2 separate regions of the Oryctolagus cuniculus genome follow, and region 1 is linked to region 2. Evidence: chromatin contacts called from public Micro-C data. All regions are on one chromosome and are shown on one strand. Each heading gives the region's core, a stretch centred on a gene start, on an enhancer-like site or on the middle of the called end of the contact. The rest is flanking DNA. Distances are from core to core; before and after follow the strand shown. Region 1 overlaps LOC103350930 (a long non-coding RNA gene). Region 2 holds the start of IRF2BP2 (interferon regulatory factor 2 binding protein 2).

Region 1 (5,660 bases), core at 154-2,653, 370 kb after region 2:
GGAGAGGCTGCATAGGGAGGGGTTTGGGAGGAGAAAATCAAGAAGAAAGGATGGACCCATTCCTGTTCCTCTTTCCCCTGTACTTCTCCACTTTGGTCTCTAAGTCTTGTATAGTAAGTGCACAGCATTACGTGCTGGAAGACTGCACTAGTTTGCCTGGGCTGCCATAACAACGGACAGCAGACTGTATTTCTTCACATTCTGAAGGTTCGAAGTCCAAGATCAAGGTGTCAGCAGGCTTGGTTCCTCCTGAGGCCTTGCTCCTGGGCTTGCAAATGACCAGCTTCTCCATGTCTTTACGAGGTCTTCCTCTGCTCTTATAAGGACACCAAGGAAAATGGATTCAGGCTCACCCTTAGGACCTCCAAAGGGTTTTTAAAGACCTTTAATCACCTCTTTAAAGACACTATGTCCAAATAAGTTCACATTCTGAGGTTCTGGGAGTCGGGACTTCAACCAAACCAAAGGTGAAGCAGGAAGAGAAGTCAACCCGTGTGTATAGATCCCCCGCCGCGGGCTTCGCACTGGGCCAGGCAGCAGAAACAAAAGATCAGAAGACATCATCTCAGCTCTATGTGACTGAATGACAAAATTACATCCCAGCAAGTGAGTGAAAGGCGTGGCTGGCTGCATCCATCATGAATGACTTCAGTGAACCAACATCAACACTGCTCCCACAGCCCGGAGGGCTCAGCAAGCTCGACCACCAGCAAGTCCAGGAGCGTCACTGAGCCCAGAGCTGGCAGCCCACTGCCACCTCCACCTGCAATGGAGTCACACAGGGGCCACCACCCCACGCCCAGAGAAGCCTGCCAGCTGTTGCCCAGAGCAGAACCACGAGGTGAGGCTCTCCCAGACGAATCCAGGCCTTTCCAGATGCCCTCTTGTTGTCCCCAGTGAGAGCTGGCCCACAGCAGACCACAGAACAGAACTGAAATGCAGGGTCTCCGGTTAGCTCTGCTGAGGGGCAGCCCACCAGACCACACCAGCTGCCACGAGTGACAGGCAATGTTCTGTCCCAGGATAGTCCAGCCCGTGACAGGAGAGTAAAAGTTTCCACATCCTCAACTGCGCCCCGTACACTCACTGTGCCCAAACCTGCACCCCAATTAGAGGAACAGAAAGGCAGCATGTCTGCCGCGTTGTAATCCGTGCCTTCTTCCTCTTGCTCCAGATAATTCAACTGCGTCACTCGATTGTTATTATCGGTGCTGTGAGTGTTTACTTAATCAATCTTCAAAGAGATTTCCAGGCGGGGATTTTGGTGACTAAATCGAGGTCAGAGTTCCTCTGACCATCAATCAGGGCCAGCAGGGGGCAGGCCCAGCTGATGGTCACCTGATCACAGCAGCTGTGCGACAACTTTGAGCCAGTTCCTGTCCAGTATCCCTTCCCAGCTCTTGGTGAACCCAGACACCGGTCAGTTCCTGAATTGCAGTGACACGCCACGCACTCACACAGGCCTCCCCTGCTTGGGTGACTCCTCTTTATTGCTTTCTAGCACATTCTCTCTCCAGTCCAAACACAATTAAGTCACAGCAGCCTATCTGTGAATCTTTCCTTTATCACCAAACATGCAGCCCAAAAGCACGGGGCTGGTATTTCCTCTGACCCAGTAGGGATTTTTATGGGGTTTTTATTTGGTTTCACTTTTGCCATGCTTCTGAGAATGGTTCTTTTGTTCTTCCTTCACTCTCTGCTTAAGTCCTCCAAGCCATTCTGCTCAGAAAACCACAAAGCTGCTGCCCCAGACAGGTAACCCCCCCAAAAAATGGCACTGAGAAAACCCCCATCTTCCTATAGATTTTCAAGCTATAAAGCATCAAGTTCTCAGCACCGAAGCGGTCCCTCCCCCAAGGCCAAGCCCCTCACAGCCAGGCCTGGGGGAAGCAGAAGCAAGGCCGGGAGCCCCGTCTTCATCCTAGGACTGAGGGAGAGCTTCCCACATGTGGTGTGGTGGACCCAGGGATTTGCTGGCCAGAACAGAAAATACGCCCTCCCTGGCTCATCTTGGAATCCAAATGTGAGCTGAGCCATCAGCTCAGCTCCTCCCCAGACACAGTGACTGAGCCGGTGATGTCACTTGGCCCTGGTGAAGCCATCAAGGAGTCTCTTAGAATCTTTTGAACTCGTAGTCTGTCTCTGATGAAGAAGCCTTTAGGTGCATGATAAGGAAAAGTGGCCATCATGTCCATCACCTGCCATGTAGGGTAAGTTTCTCAAAGAGATTAAAATCAGCATCTGCAGGAAGTTGAGATGAAAGAAGAGAAAGCACCTGGTAGTGTTGGGTCCTAACCGCAGGTGTCCTGGGTCCTACAAAGCCCCCTTCTAGAAGCCGTGGCCAGTTTGGTTTGCCTCACTATGTACAGAGGCAAAGAAGAAAGTGGGAGAGAAGGTAGCCCACTCCTCAAGCTGATGGAGAGCACTGGAACAGAGAGTCCCACTTGTAGTTTTGCAAAGGGCTTCCAGGTCTTTCTCAAGTCAATGCTCAGGGTTACCCACTGCGAGGCAGAGGCAATTATCTGGATAACTGGGGTGTTTCTTAGAACAGGTGTCAAGTGACAGCACTCTTGTGACAGATCCTTGGAAAACTCAGTCCTTTAGGATAAATCATGGCTCTTCTTGTAGGAATGTGCCAGTTGCAACCCCACCACCCTCATCATATCATTGGTTAAATGGACAATTGGCCTCCAAAAGAACTAGTTCAACTACCTCCTCCATCAGTTTAACACCTTCCTAGATGGAGCCCCTTCAGAATCTAGCTGCTTTTCCGATTACGAGACCCTGAAACAAGGAAGCTCCGGAGGTGGGCACAGACCCAGAGGTACCCACTGTACTCCACTGTGCTCTCTCAGCTGAAACCACAGAGGGGACTCATGTCAGAAGGGCTTACCCAGCTGAGAGTGAGGCCATAGGACCCAGCCTAACCCCCTTACTCACCCAGAAGGGTCAATGGAGAGCCAGTAGCCACAAGGGGTCAGAGCCTCAATTTTGACTGCAAGTTCAAAGACTCTAGCTGAAGCCACACAGTGCCCCCTGGCATCACTCTGAGAAATGGATCCAGTCCTGAGTCAGAGAGGAAGCAAACACTCACTGAATCACCATCCACTTCCTCCTGCCCGCAGCAGCTCGGCCAAGACCAGCAGCAGCTTCCCAGGAACAAATTAGTGATCAACACTCGGAAAAGTTGATGCTCCAAGAAGAGCAAGCAGAGACCCCTGGCCTGCTGAGAACCACCGGGACCGACTTCAGTGGGGCCCCCCGCCCCCTGTGTTTTCCAGAGTAAAGCTGCACATCTTGTAACAGCCCCTATCCTGTCCTGCACTGACCTTGGATGTGTTATTTTTCACTTCCCTGTTCAGAACACAGCCACACTTTCCAAATGCCATGAATCATCACCACCGAGCAACGGCCATTTAGCAAGGCAGGAAACCACTGAGCGCCAGACCTGGAAGGAGCAGCTCCTGCTGCAGCCTCCCCCGCCCTGGCTGGTCATTGTGGCACTAGGCCACAGCGGAGGCTGCCTGGGCAGTTCCCGCTCTGTGTGCTCAGCTTCTCCACCATCAGCCCACAGGCAACATTAGGCAGCTCCTGGCTTTTCCAAAGCTCTCTTGGTTGCATTGTCTGAAACAAAACTGTCACCTTCCAATCCCAAGAAGGACAGACATGGATGGACCCATTGAAGACCAAGAGAGATCAGATCAGCCAGATCCACCATAGAACACGAGGGGAGGCATGATCTCTGTCTGCAAGTAGCTTTGCAATTGTAGGACAAATGTGGCCCATGTCATGCAAGCCCCTTTACCACTAGAAACATGTGCCTTCTACATGCCATTCACTAAGTTCCCAAGTAGCCAGTGGTGAAGCCAAAAATCAATTAATCGTCAGTGTGATGTCAGCATCCTCAAGAGCTGTCAAATTTTTCTGTGTTGAGCTCCTGGCTCCCGATATTTCTGAATAACACATCTGTTCTCATGACAGTCTTAAGTTCTGACATAGTAATGAAACCCTCATATAATGTTATTATTTTTTTTCCTCTGTTTAACCATAGACAGTGCCATTCAAATGTAGAATGGGCAAGGAAATGCAAATACACACAAATATGAAACATCAGGTTTAACCTACTAGATTGGCCAAAATTTTAAAATTTGATGATGTGGCCAAAGAGTGCAAAAATGGGCAGCCTCCCACACTATTGGTGGATGGAAAGTGTTCTACATTTTCCAGAGGGAGTTTGATCATCACAGTTATTAATGAGTGCCTTTTGACTCCTGATTTTAATATTTAAGAATTTATTCTCAGCTGAATAATCAGAAAAAATGCATCACAGTGTGGTAATAAATACAAAAAAAAACAATAAAATAAGGTTGAAATGATCTCAATGTGATTGAGCCACATTAAATGTAAATTATGATACATTTAATAAAAATAAAATGTAGCCATTAAAACAAAGGAGGGGAGAAACAGGTGTTTGGGACAGTCATTAAGAATTAACTTGGGTCACCACATCCCATATTGGGGTGCTTCGGTTTAGGTCTGGGCTCTGCTTCTGACTCCGGTTTTCCACTAATGTGCACCCCTGGGAAGCAGCAGGTGATGGCTCAGGTGGATCTCTGATGCCCACAGAGGAGGCCAAGCTTGAGTTCCTGGCTTCTAGCTTCAGCCTGGCCCAGCCCTAGAAGCTGTAGGCATTTGATCAGTGCACTAGCAGTGACTGGAAGTTCTTGCTCTCTCTCTCTCTCTCTCCCCCTCTCTCTTCCTTCCTCCCTATCTCTTCTCTGTTGCTTGCCTGTCAAATAAATTAACAAAATAATTTTTAAATAATTTTATAAATCTATATCTAAAGCCATAGAAGAATATTCACATGGATCATTTGATAGATGAAGAGACAGAACAACACATAAAGCCATTCATGTACAGATGTTGCGAGAGCTGTGTGCATGAAAGAGATTGTTAACAATGGTCATCTCTGCCCAGTGGGCTTTACAGATGACATTTACTTTCTTCTTCGTATTTTCTGTATTTCTTAAATTGCCTACAATAAACATGAAGCATTTTTAGGATCAAAGGAAAAGCATTTTGTTTTTGTTTTAAAATGAAAAACAACACAAATTTAAAAGCAGTTTGCTTCCCTGACGGGTCGCATCTGTCCAAGATAAGCTTTACATGTCTGCCCCCATTCTGGTGGAAAATGTTACTGGCTGTGGATACTCTGCCAAGGGGCCTTGGGCTCTGCTTGTTTGCCTGGAGCTCAGATGAGCTGAACTAGTTATGTCTACACTGGCTTCAGCAGCCGCTATATGCCAACTCGCCTGCCCAGAACAGCTGACCAGGGTCAGAAGTGGAGACACGGGCATGGCAGAGTTCTTCCCAATGGATGCCAAATAGCCAGTGTGGTAATCAAATCCCACATTTCAGAAACTGGAATTAACTAAATGAACCAGCAGAGACCTCTCTGGATGTCCAGGCAGAGTCGGATATTTTGAAAATATATAAAGTGCAATTCCTAGTTTCTTTAACTCCAGAAATAAAGTCTCAATCCTTGGAGACTATAGAAACTTAAAGCCAGAAAGATTCTTAAGAAATCTTATATTCTAGAGCTTTCATTGGACACCAAAGAGCACCAAGGCCCAGAAAAGTAAAGTGATTGGCTCAAGATC
Region 2 (5,659 bases), core at 2,544-5,043:
AAAAAAAAAAAAAAAAAAAAAAAAAAAAAAACTACCCCTCACCCCCAAAAGCCACACAATCCTAAAAATCTCTCAGCAACACCTCTCAGACTGTCATCGATATCCCAAGAACTGAACTTTAAGAACAAAACAGAGAGATTAAAAATCCATTTGCCTATTCCTCTGAGAGGACGACGTTTTGGGGTAACCTGGTGATGTTTCCAGTGGCATGCCCACTTGCCAACAGTGCCCCTTTCATCACTCATCTCCTTTCCTTCTCCACCAACTGGCCTCCGGCCTGAGAAGGGGGCCAGCAATAAGGAATAACAGACAGTAAGGCAATCTTACAATGTCAGAAAATGTATTTGGCTTTTTTTTTTCTTTTTAAAATAAGTGCATACAAATACAGCTAGAAGCATTTCTGATTTGCCAAGTGCTCTAAAAAAGCAGCGCGCAAGTCACAGCCTACATAGAACGGTAACTGTCACCAGGATAATAAAGCACAAAGATATGCTAATAACGTTAACAAAAGAAGAAAATGCCTTTATAAGTACATACCTTTTGTCGTCAAAAAAATATAGAAACACAATGTATTCAAAAAAATCAAAATTATACAGCCATGTTTATGAAGTCTACATTTCCCTTGTCTTGGATATATATATATATGGAGATATATATACAATTCAAGCAGTTTTAGTTAAGGATAATCATTGGGTTTTTCTGAAACCGAAAAGTCACGAGTCTCTCTCTTTTTTCACTTTCACATCTCCAGCAAGGATGGTTGCAATTTCCCCCTGCATAAAGGCCCAGGGGACATTGGAGCCCACAAGAGGGCATTTTTCCCCACTGGGACAATAGACCTCTCCACTAGCTCCCTGCTGTTTGATGCTTTGTCTGGAGCAAGGGAAGCAGAACTTGTGCGAAGGGACGGACGGGCACTGCACAAAGTGGGTGTCCTCCAGCCGCTCGTGGCAGAGGGTACAGCACAGCGGGGCACTGGCTGCCAAAGAGGAGTCCGGGAGGCTGGCAGGGTGCACTGGCTCCAGTCCTCCTGTGCTGCCTGCCCCCTGGCCCCCCACCTCTCTGGGGCCCAGCCTTCTTTGGTTCATAGAGGACGGAGAAGGTGGACTGCTGCTATTCCTCCTGGTAGTGGAGTGAACCTGGTTGGCATCTTTCGAGGCATGACTGCCCCCTGCATTGTCTGCTACTAAGATTAGGGCTGCCATCGGGGACTGGCCATTCTGTGCCGCTTCAGGCGGTGTGGTCCGGTTGGAATGAGGTGAGGCAGTGGGTGGTGGTGGAGACACAAAAGAGGACGTGGGAGTCATGGGGATCTTGAGCCCTTCGGTGGACGTGGACAGCCATGGCTGGGCCTCTCCATTGATCTTAGGGGGCCCGACTTCACCTTCTGGCTCTGGAGAGGGCTTCCTTTTCCTTGCTGTTCTTGCAACTGGAAAAAAATTAGGAAATAAAAGGAAAAAAGGGGGAATAAATAAAAGTTGCACTGGAAAGCACTTTTACTAAAAACCAAACAAAAAACTCCTTACTGAATTCCTACTCTGAAAACCACACAGACAAAACACCCGTTCCCAGTGGCTGCATGCAGCTTAATCATCTAAACTTAGGGGGCTCTGAGGCAGGACACCGATGGAAAAAAAGGCAAGGAAGCCCCAGAAAAAGGCTCGAATACGACAGGGTCTGTTTCACACATGCATGCGTGTACCCCATCTGAACCGTGCATGTGATTGTTAAAAAGTCCCCCGACAGGCTAAAAGGTGACTGGTGCCCTCATGCTCCCATCCAAGAATGTGCTGGGAAAGGAAAAGCCTGTGTCAGTGCCTATCAGCCCCGTCTGACTCATCTCTGTTATGCTGCTTCAGCACATGAACACGTTGCCACTAAGCACTGGTTCCGCCTCAGGCACATCAGGAAGTTGGGTGTTTGTTGTTTCTGGGCTGGGGTAGCACGATGAATGGGAAGCAACCACCCCTCCTCCTCTGCTCTCCGACCCTCTCCCCTAAGCCCCCTCGCTCCACAGCCGCCCCTACCTGCTTTAGACCCGTTGGCCCCGTTGGCCTCGAAACCCAACAACCTGCCTGCAGTCAGGGCCGGCTCCTTCTTAAACTTGCTCTCGAAGGGCCCCGAGTGGCCGTGCTGGTGCAGCGCCAGCAGCGTGTCGCGCACGGTTTTGGGCCTGTTGACCCAGTCCTGCTCTCCGGGCCCGCGGCCCTTGCCTGCGCCCTCGGCGCCCAGCTCGGCGGCCCCGGGCGCGGTGGACAAGCTGTCGGCCGGGCCCCGGTGCGCGGGCGGTGGCGGCGGCGGCTGCTGCTTCTCCTTGGCTGCCGCCTCCCGCTGCTCGTGGTCCACGGCTGCGCTGCTCGACACAGAGGCCGGCCTCTTGTGGGCGCCCAGCTCCGCGGGCTGCGCTGAGCCCAGGCCAGCGGCGGCCGCGGCTCCAGACACGGCGGCCAGGGAGGCGGCGGCGCGGCCGCTGAGGCCGAGCGCGGCGGGCAGCGGCGTGGCGGAGCCGTTCATAAGCGGCACCAGGGTGGGCGGCACGGTGTGGCCGCGTCGCGCGTTCGGGCTCTGGCGGTTCAGCTCGGGCGGCTCCTCCAGCTTGGAGAAGCCGTTGGGCACCAGGATGCCGTTCACAGGCGGCGGCTGCGGCGTCGGAGGCTGGGCCAGGCCCGCAGCCGGGCGGCTGCCGCCGAAGTCGGAGCCGAGGCGCGGAGGTCGCTCCGCCGCGGCCGCCAGAGGGTAGCGCTCCAGGGCCTGCGCTGCGCGAGGGGCCGCCTCGGGGCCGCCGTGGCCGAGCTGCTGCTGCTGCTGCTGCTGCAGGAGGATGTCCTTGGCCGAGAGCGGCGGCGGCTTGGCGGCGGCCGGGGCCGCGGCGCCGGGCGGGGAGCGGCCCTCCGGGAAGCAGCCGTGCGCCCGCTTGAGCTGCCGCGCCGTCTCGATGACGAACTCGACGCGGTCGGCGCCCTCGTAGTTGACGCAGCCGCGGCACACGGGCTCGGTGAAGTCCCAGATCATGGCCCAGGGCATGCGGGGCAGGTCACACAGGTAGCACGACTGCCGCCGGGACGCGGCCGCCACCGCCACCGCCGCGGCCATGTCCGAGGAGCCCGCGGCGCCGGGGGAGGAGGAGGAGGTGGAGGTGGAGGAGGAGGAGGGGGCCCCGCCGCCCCCCGCCGGCACCGCGCGAGCCCTCCTCCCCCCCCAACCCCGCGTCTCCCCCACCAGTGGCGGCGGCGGCCGCAGAGGCGGCGGCGGCGGCGGCAAAGCCCGCGAAGGCTCGGCGCCCGCGCAGCGCCCCCGGTGCACGAGGGGCGGCGGGCGCGGCGCGAGGGGCTGCAGCCGCGGCAGCAGGTCCCCCCGGCCGGCGCGGTGGCGGGCGCGGGCGGGCGGCGCGGCGGGGCGGCGCGGCGGGGGCTCGGCCGGGGCCGCGGCGGGCCTCCAGACCGGGGCGAAGACGGGCCGCGCGGACGCGGGGAAGCGCAGCAGGTCGCGGCGGCGGCGGTGGCCGGCACGGAGTGCGGGGCGGGGGGCGGGGAGGACGCGGGGGGGGCGGGGGCCGGGGCCGGGGGGCGGCCGCCGGAGCAGGCTCAGCCCGAGCGGCGGGGCATGCCGCGCCGAGGCGGCGGCGGTGGCCGAGCGGCGTGAAGCTCGGGCGCGGCGCGGGCCCCGGGTCGCTCTGCCGCTCTCTCACAGCTCCTGGCGTCGCTGCTCTCCAGCGCCCGCGTCAGCGCCTAGCCCGCCTCAGCTCCGCCGCCTAGGTTGTCGCTGCTGCTGCTCGCCGCGGCCGCTCCACTTCTACAGACTTGATTCTTCGACAGCCTCGCACGGCGCCTGCGCGGGCCCCCTCCCCTGGCGCGCGCGCCCGCCCTCCCGCGCGCACGCGCACGCGCTTTCCCTCGCCGCCCCCCCCCCCCCGCCCCGCGCGCAGGGACGCGGCCGGGAGAGCCGGCTCCGCGGGTCCGCGCCGCCTCCAGTGAGCGGCCGGCGTCCCTGACGTGAGCACGCTGCTCCATGGGGATGTTTGCCCTGTTTCCTCGGCTCTACAGACTCCTCAGTCGGGATTTGGTTTCCCTGTGCTTGTCCTTTCTGTCGAGTCGAGCTAAAACTAATAAATAATAATAATAATAAAGGCAAGGCCACTTTGTAACTTGGTTTCTGTCAGACGCTTGATGGAGAGTTTAGGTCTGGCGTGCTTCACAGTTTTGGGTTTTTGAGGAGTTGAAAGCCAAATGTTGGACACGTGAGCACAGAATCGCTCAGGAATGCTTTGCACTTGCATTTGCCCTAGGACGGACACGCGCGCCGCCAGGCCCTTCAGGTTTCACAAACTCAGGAGAGTCTGCTGTTCCCAAGCACAGCACGGTGTCGTCATGCCGCCAGCTGGCTCGCGCGCTTTCCACGGAGCCCTCCGTAAGGAAAGGGAGCGCGGTCCAGACCGGGAGCTCGAGAACACCAAGACCTCCCGTCGGCCCGCCCTCTGAGCGGAGCCCTGGCCGCGCCCGCCGCCCCGGCCGCCTTATGTAGGTCCGCGCGGCGAGCGCGTGACGTGGGCGCAGGGCTGCGGGCCGCAGGCCCCCGCCGCCGCCAGTGCGCACGCTCCGCGCGAACGTGCCTCGCCGCCGCTGGCACGGGGGCCTCATTGAACGAATGCACATTCCAGGGATCCGGGGTCTACGGCCAGCGAGGCGCGGCGCGTCACGTCACGGCGCAGGCTCCGCCCCCGGCAGGCCCTCGGGGCCTCCGGCCCCGCCCCCCCGGGCCCGAACTTGGACTCGAGGTGGCGGGTGGCGCTGGCGCGGTCGGGGCGCGCGGCCTGCTCGCCTCGATGGGTCCCCGCGGGCGCTGGGGGCGACCGGCTGGCTGGCTCGGTCGCGGCCGTGGCGCAGGGCGGGCCTCGGGAGGGGGCGGCCCTGCGCCCTCTGCGCCACCCAGTCCGGCCCTAACCGTGGTGGGTGCAGACCTGCCTGGCGGGAAGACGGGGTGCGGCCCCAAAGCCCTGCCGGTCGGGCCCGCGCCTGTCTTACGCCGTGGGCAGCCAGACTGCCCCTATTGAATGAGCGCGTGAGGTTCCCACTTTTATCGGGAGGAGGAGCTGGTGTGTGTTGTGGTAAATCTCTGGGTTGGTCGTTGGTCCTGCTGAGGCGCGGGCTTGGGCGCTGTCGGCTGGGACTTTGACGTTGCTGCTTTGTCAGAGCGGTCTCTGGAGCTGCTTTGGCTAGCAGCAGCACAGGCCCGCATCTCTCCCTGAGACTGGAGTGAGCTGGTCAAGTGTGGGAAGAACAGGGTACTAATTATATTATCATCCTTACAACTGGATTGGTAGGTGGAGAGGGAGGGAAAAAATCCTGCTGACGTTTCCTTAGTTGTTGCTGTTGAAAATGCCAGGTTCTTTCAAAGAATTAAAGGAAGAGGGAAAAGCACTCATAGACAACGGAGGGAGCTGCTTAGAACACAGGAAAGTTGTTTGAAAATGGCGCAGAAAACATGCTGCCACGTCTAGATGTTTGGAGAGGCTAACCCTGACTGTCTTCCCTCGGGGATTTCCAGAGGCGTGTCTGCTCCGAGGGTCTCCCCGTCCCTTTCCAGGTCTTACCTGGCACTTGCCATCCTGCTGGGGAGGACGGGCCTGCCGGGATCCCTCCCAGGAGCAGCTGAGGCCGCT

The links. A called contact is a pair of places that touch in the nucleus more often than the background predicts.
Region 1: a contact with region 2 is called in a Micro-C map of ear pinna, with 4 times the contacts expected there. The contact joins the enhancer-like site here to the promoter of IRF2BP2 in region 2. A contact is called at or near these places in 6 of 6 Hi-C or Micro-C datasets (ear pinna, embryonic fibroblasts, liver and 3 more).

What each region holds. Positions count from the first base shown.
Region 1 is chr13:54,276,283-54,281,942 of mOryCun1.1, forward strand. All of the region lies in intron 1 of LOC103350930 (a long non-coding RNA gene), which reads right to left. Among named protein-coding and RNA genes, the nearest start is that of TOMM20, 120 kb to the right of the region's middle. Within about 2 kb of position 1,404, at least 4 of the 8 cell types and tissues checked have an H3K27ac peak or open chromatin away from gene starts, as enhancers often do. A contact at or near this core is called in ear pinna, where this site is marked.
Region 2 is chr13:53,904,726-53,910,384 of mOryCun1.1, forward strand. It overlaps IRF2BP2 (interferon regulatory factor 2 binding protein 2), which reads right to left and starts at 3,794. Exons shown (of 2, transcript XM_008268248.3): 1 at 2,028-3,794; 2 at 1-1,429. The coding sequence starts at 3,093. The coding sequence ends at 714.